Regions from separate parts of the Sus scrofa genome. Here all the other regions are linked to region 1. Evidence: chromatin contacts called from public HiChIP or PLAC-seq data. All regions are on one chromosome and are shown on one strand. The core of a region is the stretch at or near the end of the contact, and the rest is flanking DNA. Distances in the headings are between cores, read along the strand shown.

The links. HiChIP or PLAC-seq counts read pairs in DNA pulled down with a chosen protein or histone mark.
Region 2: a contact with region 1 is called in an H3K27ac HiChIP or PLAC-seq map of alveolar macrophages. The contact joins the promoter of CTSS here to the promoter of MCL1 in region 1. A contact is called at or near these places in 2 of 47 Hi-C or Micro-C datasets (embryonic fibroblasts and epiblast stem cells) and 1 of 2 datasets of contacts at active chromatin or transcription factors (alveolar macrophages).
Region 3: an H3K27ac HiChIP or PLAC-seq map of alveolar macrophages shows a contact between it and region 1. The contact joins the promoter of CTSK here to the promoter of MCL1 in region 1. A contact is called at or near these places in 2 of 47 Hi-C or Micro-C datasets (embryonic fibroblasts and epiblast stem cells) and 2 of 2 datasets of contacts at active chromatin or transcription factors (alveolar macrophages and skeletal muscle).

What each region holds. Positions count from the first base shown.
Region 1 is chr4:98,560,758-98,563,457 of Sscrofa11.1, forward strand. It overlaps MCL1 (MCL1, BCL2 family apoptosis regulator), which reads left to right and starts at 1,335. Exons shown (of 3, transcript NM_001348806.1): 1 at 1,335-2,167; 2 at 2,521-2,700. The coding sequence starts at 1,477.
Region 2 is chr4:98,413,871-98,416,570 of Sscrofa11.1, forward strand. It overlaps CTSS (cathepsin S), which reads left to right and starts at 1,403. Exons shown (of 8, transcript XM_021089893.1): 1 at 1,403-2,700.
Region 3 is chr4:98,391,656-98,394,355 of Sscrofa11.1, forward strand. CTSK (cathepsin K) reads left to right here and starts at 1,371. Exons shown (of 7, transcript NM_214302.1): 1 at 1,371-1,494; 2 at 2,110-2,232; 3 at 2,318-2,473. The coding sequence starts at 1,372.

The DNA.
Region 1 (2,700 bases), core at 85-2,584:
GAGTGAATCGATTAAGGAACTGCAATAGGATTACTGAACACTTGAGATTTCTGGCTATAAGCTTAAAGTGAAACCAGCAATGCACTTCCTTCTACAGCCTCTGAAGAAGAAACCGCTTTTGCACGCAAATTTGCTCAATCTCTTTCCCCTAAATAAAATCGCGTTCTAGAAAGCAGAGCAGAAAAAGCTACCTCTTCCATAAAGTCTTCCCCTAGCTCTCCTAGCCGAAAGTGAATTTTCCAGCCTCTTAATTCCAATATTAAGTTGTTGATGCCTCCTATATTCCATCTCACATTATGGTTTGTTGCTGTGCAAGATTTTACATTCCTTAAATAGATAAACCATTTCTTATTCACTACAACCGCAGGATGTTTCTCTCCAAACTTTCTGCCCCTTATTATAAAGCTCCATGCTTCTAGGTCTTGCCCAAATACATAATCCTGTGGTACAGGTGCCCTATTTCCTTATTAAAGTGATGTTTTCAGGAATAGGAACCATGCTCACCTTTCCTGCTTCTGTCCCTCAAATACTTTGCTCTTGAATTTTAGCTATTACTAATTTTACAGATCTTTTAGGAAAAACAGGTTGCTTCAATTAATGTTAACTCACATATATGGTATATAACAAGATCCATGTCCTTAAGGGGTTTACCCCTAGATTCAAATGTCTCTTATCAACGTAAGTGGTATCAAGAGTCTCAGAAGATGTAGTGAACGAGTAAGACATATATAAAAAGCATGAGAGAGATGGCGATGGGAGAAAGCAAATAGGGAGACAGGCATAAAATTTAGCTGGAGCAGAACAATTTCGCTTTGCGAATTTACGTAAAAATGATTCTATAGGTCAGTCCATGGAGCGTCCCCGTTTCCACACAATGTTGGAATGAGAGTACAGAGCTGAGGTTGCGCAAAATAACTACATTTTCCCAACAGTGTCCTCATATTCATCCATCCTAAGGCTGTGGTCCCGCATCCGTGGCAGAATTTACTCATCCCTCTTCCTCAATCTCCGAGTGACTCGAGGGTTAGGACTGTGGTGTGGGGGAAAAAAAAAACAACCCTCCGGTACAAAAGCAACAGAAGGGGCTTGCAAATCAGCACTCAGGGAAGCGACGAGGTAGCAATCCCCAGCCGGCCCAGACCGGCACGGGTGAAGAGCGCAAGCCCACCTTGCAGAGGGCTGGAGCCAAGGTTACGTAACGGGCCGCGAGAGGTTCGGAGAGCCGGAAGCCCCGCCCCCCGAACCGCCGGTTAGGTGCCGTGCGGTGCTGCATTCTCCGGAAGCTTCCGCCCCTTGCCCTTTTACGGGGGTTCAATTTTTTTTTTTTTTTTTTTAGAGAGTTGCTGACGCCACTGCGGACTGGTTCTAAAACTGCGATCTAGGAGTGCCTCTCTCAGACCTTACTTCCGCTTCCTTCCCGTAAGGAGTCGGGCCTCCCCCATTTTTCTGCCAAGGTGGTGGCGGCGGCGGCTTGCGATGTTTGGCCTCCAGAGAAACGCAGTAATCGGACTCAACCTCTACTGTGGGGGGGCCGGATTGGGGCCTGGAAGCGGCAGCAGCGCCTCCGCTCCGGGAGGCCGTCTCTTGGCTACGGGAAAAGAGGCCACGGCCCGGCAAGAGGTAGGGGGAGGGGAAGCCGGCATGGTGATTGGCGGAAGCGCCGGCGCGAGCCCCCCGTCCACTCCTGCGCCAGACGCCCGGAGGGTCGCGCGGCCCTCGCCCATTGGCGCCGAGGGCCCCGACGTCACCGCGACCCCCGCCAGACTGCTGTTCTTCGCGCCCACCCGCCTCGCGTCGCCGCCTGAAGAGATGGAATCCCCGGCCTCCGACGCCATCATGTCTCCCGAAGAGGAGCTGGACGGGTACGAGCCGGAGCCCCTCGGGAAGCGGCCGGCCGTCCTGCCCTTGCTGGGGTTAGTCGAGGAGGCCAGTAGTGGCCCCGGCACGGACGGCTCGCTCCCCTCGACGCCGCCCCCGGCAGAGGAGGAGGAGGACGAGTTATACCGGCAGTCCCTGGAGATTATCTCTCGGTACCTTCGGGAGCAGGCAACCGGCGCCAAGGACGCGAAGCCAATGGGCGGGTCTGGGGCCGCCAGCCGGAAGGCGTTAGAGACCCTGCGACGGGTCGGGGACGGGGTGCAGCGCAACCACGAGACGGCCTTCCAAGGTAAGGGGGTTAGTCGTGAAGGCTGCCCTGCTTTTTCTTTCTCTTTAGCTCTCTGGACTCACGCACCTTCGGTGGGTGGAAACCGAAACGAGTCCATGTTGAAACGACTCTTATCCCATTTCTGAAACCAGAATATTCTGGCCGTGAGTCATTGTTTCCGCCCACTTGATTCTTTTGGAAATGGCAGCTCTGTTCAAAGCCCGGAAAGGGTGGGATGTCAATTTTCAAGTGGGAACGGCCTAAATTCTATAGAGCTCAAATAGCGATTTCCCCCGTCGTGGGTGGGCAGGCGAATCGTGCCCTGGTTTAGACAAAGGAGGCGGTGAGAACCTGCATGCTTTTTTTCCTCTCAGGCATGCTTCGGAAACTGGACATCAAAAACGAAGACGATGTCAAATCTTTGTCTCGAGTGATGGTCCACGTTTTCAGTGACGGAGTAACAAACTGGGGCAGGATTGTGACTCTTATTTCTTTTGGTGCCTTTGTGGCCAAACACTTGAAGAGTATAAATCAAGAAAGCTGCATCGAACCGT
Region 2 (2,700 bases), core at 153-2,652, 150 kb before region 1:
TCCTGACTCAGCGGAAACAAATCTGACTAGCATCCATGAGGACACAGGTTCAATCCCTGGCCTCCCTAAGTAGGTTAAGGATAAGGCATTTCTGTGAGCTGTGGTGTAAGTCAAAGATGCAGCTCAGATTCCATGTCGCTGTGGCTGTGGTGTAGGCTGGTAGCTACAGCTCCGATTCAACTCCTAGCCTGGGAACCTCATGCCTCGGGTGTGCCCCTAAAAAGACCAAAAAAGAAAAGGAAGTATACACGGGGATAGACTATGTAATGGCATGTTCCCCTAATGCTTTCCCCCCCCCCATTTTTTATATGTTTTATTGAAGAATGGCTGATTTGCACACCCACAGCATATGGAGGTTCCCAGGCCAGGAGTGGAATCAGAGCTGGTACAATTAGTTTCTTAAAAGTATATAGGCATAGAAGGTGACAAGGTAGTCAAAAAAGGCAAAAAGACAAAAAAAAAAAAAAAGGAGAGAGAGCTCCTAAAAAGACCAAAAAAAAAGAAAAGGAGAAAAAGTATACATGGGGATTGACCATGTAATAGCATGTTCCCCTAATGCTTTTTCTTTTTTTCGTTTTTTAAGTTTTATTGAAGTATGGCTGACTTACGATGCTGCAATAATTATTTTTTTTCTTTCTTTCTTTCTTTCTCTCTTTCTTTCTTTCTTTTTCTTTCTTCTTTCTTTCTTTTTTTTCTTTTTTTGTACTTGAAGTGGATCTTGCAAGGTAGAGAGGCCAAAGAATGGAGACAATGACTGGTCAGTGTGGGGGCCCACGAGACCAGCTTGACTACAGCAGAGGGTGACAGTTTAAAAAAAAGAATCCATTCTCAACTGAGTAAAATGCTTTTTAGGATGGACCAGATTATGGGGAAATGCAAGAGCCAATAAGAAGCATTTGTAGGAAATGACACGATAAAAGTGTGTTTTAAGAGAACAATTTGGGAGTGATATACCGGGTGAGATTACAAGGCAGACCGAATTGAAAAATGTTGGAAAAATTTAAATCATGCCAGTAAATATTTATTGAATGTCTACTCTATCGTTGCATTCTATAGTGTGAAGGATACAAAGATGAGTAAGAGATAATATAACTCCTGTACTTAAGGGGCTAACAGGTAGATTTGTATGATGAAGACATAAATAATTGTAGTATTAAGTCACGTAATAAGAGGGTGATTTTTCTGTTCTCAGAATCTATGAGTCCACCACAAAAGAGCCTCAAGTACTACAGGGGTTCGAAAAGAGATTAAGTTGGGGATAAAAAAAAAAAGTTTTTTTGAAAGAGGTATCTTTTGAGATGGACCATGAAGGAGGCATAAGATTTCAAGAGGCAGAGATAAGGGAAGGAAGTTAAAGACAGTGGGCGGCAAAATGATTCTGCTGGGTAAGTACTACCTTTTTTTTTTTTTTTTTTTTTTTTTGCAAGCAAGCAAAGTCTTTATTACAGGAAAGCAAATAGCTCCCAGGACAGCTGGGAGCAGGGGGAAGAGCCCCTCTCTATTGCTTTATAGGGGTTTTTATCCCTTAAAGACGGCGGGTACCAATGTGGGGTCCAGAAAGATGTGTTTTCTCCCATTGGCCTTGCCCCATGACCTGTATCAGTCCTTCTCCAATAGGGGTCTTACGGGTGGAAATGTCCTATAAGTCTCATGGTTTCTTTGTCCTTATCTTCCTGTAAACTGAGTCATAGGGGGTTAGAGATTAATGTCCATCTGGGCTTAGGTACACTCCCTAGAGTAAACTAGGGGGAAAGCACTACTTTAAAACTGTGTTCAATCCCAGGTTAGCCACCAGTTCTGTCCTCTTGAACAAGTTATATAACCTCTCAGAACTTTAATTTCCCCTCTGTAAAAGTTGGATAATTATTGCATTTACTTTACAGTGTTGTAAAGGTTAAATAATAATATGTGAAGGGTATAGCACATTCACTAGCATGTAATTGGTGCACCTTACAAATCTTAGCTAGGACTCATAATAATAGAGTTAAAAATGCAGAGACTAATAAGCATAAATGTCCTGGAAACATGAAGAAAACTAGCTGCTTCGAGTGTAAGATTCATGTGTGAGGATAGTTGACTTAGTTTTTTTGGACTGCTATAACAAAATACCATAAACTGGGTGGCTTTTAAATAACAGAAATTTACTTCTCATAGTTTTGAAAGCTAGGAAGTCCAAGATCAAGACTCTGGGAAATTCAGTGTCTGGTGAGGCCCTCTTCCTGGTTCATAGATTAGTTGCCTTTTTGCTGTGTCTTCATATGATGAAAGGGCCACGGGAGCTCTCTGGGGCCTCTTTTACAAGAGTCCAGGTCTGGGGCAGGAACTGTTGAACATAAGCCAGCAGTGGCTTGTGGTATCAGAAAGAAAAGCTATGAAAGAGCACTAATGTCATAGCAAACATAGGGGTTCAGGACTCAAAAGCCAATTTGAATGTTTCTACCAACCACAGATGGGACAATATGAGTATCACTAAGGATAAAACTGCATTGAATTGAAGCACATAAAATATGTTTAAATCCATGAATTCATAATGATACGCAAATAACTCAGTGCTTTTGTAATGTATGGACCTTATTTAGATCTCAATTCGAACAAACTGCTTTTTAAAAATGAATAGGCTAGAGAAATGTAAATACATCTTTGATGACATTAAACAATTATTGTTAATTTATTTTAGAGGTAATAATGGTATTGTGGTTA
Region 3 (2,700 bases), core at 121-2,620, 170 kb before region 1:
GCTTTGTGGATGAAAACTAATGCCCTTCTTAGGTCATTTCCTGGACAAATAAAATCTGTCTGGAAATCTTTAGGACTCCTTTTATGATTTGTAAATACGTATATGTGGTTGCTAGTGAAAGCAAAAAATATAGAGGATCCTTTGCCCAACCCTCAAAGAGTGGCCTCTTGGGGTTTTTGTTTGGGCCAAAGATATCAAAGGGTTAATTTACTAACAGGAAGAGAGGTTTGGGAGGTGGTAGCTCAGTACTTCCTACTCTTCAAGACATTTCAGTGCCCCTTAATACTCCAGATACTAAATGTTGTGCTGGACATTTTGTCAGTTTGCAAAGATCGCACAAAAATGGACGTAATTTGAAAATTATGCAAGCTGTGTGACTTGCTACAGACTAACTTGCGCTTAAAATGGAGGACACATAATTACAAGCCACCACAAGAAGTGAATGAAGCTAAACTTCTGAAAAGCTGTGTCTCTAATGATCATAGAACATTCCTTTTCTGTCTAACGTTCTTCTAGCAAACTTTGGTTCTGAGGTTTTTTGTCCTGTGAGGCAGATGCAGAGGGTTTTGTAGGGGTTTTGGTCGAAAAAGAAAGAAAAGCTTTCCTGCCCACAGCAGCTGGTTGAGATTAGGACAGTTTCCTGAAGAGAAAGGAGGAAGAAATACCTAAGAAGACAGAATACACCTGAGAGAGAAAAGGAAATGCTGTCAAAATTTCCCTTGTCCTCTCCTGGTAAGATCAGAAGCATCAGAATTTAGGCAAAGAACAAAAGAATGCCTAGAAATGATCAGGAAGCAAAAACTTAGCTGGAAATCTCTCCTTTGTGTATATTCTCCAACCCATTCATCCCATCCTGCATTTGTTTTTTCCATCTCCTTCAAGTCTGCATGGACATTGGAGCAGTTTTTGTGCTCATCCTGATTGTCCATTTTCTAAACCTTTTCTGGTTGTCTGTGCAAGTGTGTGTGTGTGGAATCTTCCTAGGTCAAAGTACTTGGAACCAGAGGTATCAGCACTCCATCCAAACCCAGACCCTTCCTATCACTGTTTGTTTTATCATATGGAAATCACCCTCAATTTTTCTGCTTTCCTTACAAAGCCTAGTTTTCTTCTGCCTCATGTTTCAGAGAAAGGGGTTTTTAACTTTGGGTTCATAAACTCCCCAGAATTATTGTGTGTGCATTCATTTTTCTGGTGAGAGGGACTACAGTGGGTTGCAAATTTTTGTTAGCTTCTCATGGAAGTCTGTGACCTAAAGATTAAGAATTACTGGTCTGAGAATATGGTTCCAGCTATTTCCTCATTCCCAAGCCAGGTTAGGAACCCCTTGGCAAATAGAAGTGTCTCCCCTAATTATCTCCTTCCCCCAGGATGTGGGGGCTCAAGGTTGTACTACTGCTGCCTGTGATGAGCTCTGCTCTATACCCTGAGGAGATACTGGATACCCAGTGGGAGCTATGGAAGAAGACCTACAGGAAGCAGTATAACAGCAAGGTGCCTGGGAACCTGGAGGGGAACATGGTGGGAGGGCTGGAACCTGAGACCTCCAATCCTAGGTTCCAGACTCCCTTCCTCAACCCAATACCTTAATTACCTCAAGCAAATCTGCCCCTGTTCCCTGACTATTAACATACACTTTTCTCTTTTTGGCCACACCTGTGGCATGTGGAAGTCCTGTGGGCCAGGGATTGAAACTGTATCATGGCAGTGACAATGCTGGATCCTTAACCACTAGGCCACCAGGGAACTCCTTAACATATACTTTCCATTCCTAATCCTCTATTCACCCTCCATCAAGTCTTACCCTTCCTTTTCTTTATAACTGCCTTATATTTCTCTTTCGGGAAGGCTTCTCAGATTAATGCGATTAATCCGTAAGCAGTTTTTTTTTTTTTCTATACATCTCTCTAGAGGTTTGTATCCTATTATTTGCATTTGTTTACGTATTTCTCTTTGTATGCTCTCAATCCCATGATTATTTCCCCAACTAGATTGTAAACTTCTGTGATTTTAAATTTAATCTCTTCTCCTAAAAACCTGCATGGTATTAGGTATGTAACTTTCTACACAGGATACAGTCTATGCCAATACTGACAATGCTCTGTGTAGGTGGATGAAATCTCTCGGCGTTTAATTTGGGAAAAAAACCTGAAGCATATTTCCATCCATAATCTTGAGGCCTCTCTTGGGGTTCATACGTATGAACTGGCCATGAACCACTTGGGCGATATGGTGAGTTGAGCCTCAGCTCCTGGTCTATCTGCCCTGTTTGCCTTGGTTCCTTTCTTATGCCTGGCTTCTTTCTTCTTTGTACCAGACCAGTGAAGAAGTGGTTCAGAAGATGACTGGACTCAAAGTACCCCCCTCTCATTCCCGCAGTAATGACACCCTTTATATCCCAGACTGGGAAGGCAGAACCCCAGACTCTATTGATTATCGGAAGAAAGGATATGTTACTCCTGTCAAAAACCAGGTACCCTCTTTTTTCTTGGGTGTGAGTATATAAGCTGGCATGACTGCTTCCTTTTTCTGTTTCTTTATCTTAAGGTAGGAGGACACCAGGAGAGAGGGCAAAGAATTAATTTACCTCTTCCCCTGCTAAGAGAATAAATAAAGCCTATTCTGTTATTTAACTCATCAGCATTTTTTTTTTTTTTGGCTGTCCTGTGACATGTGGAGGTCCCTGGCCAGAGATCAGAC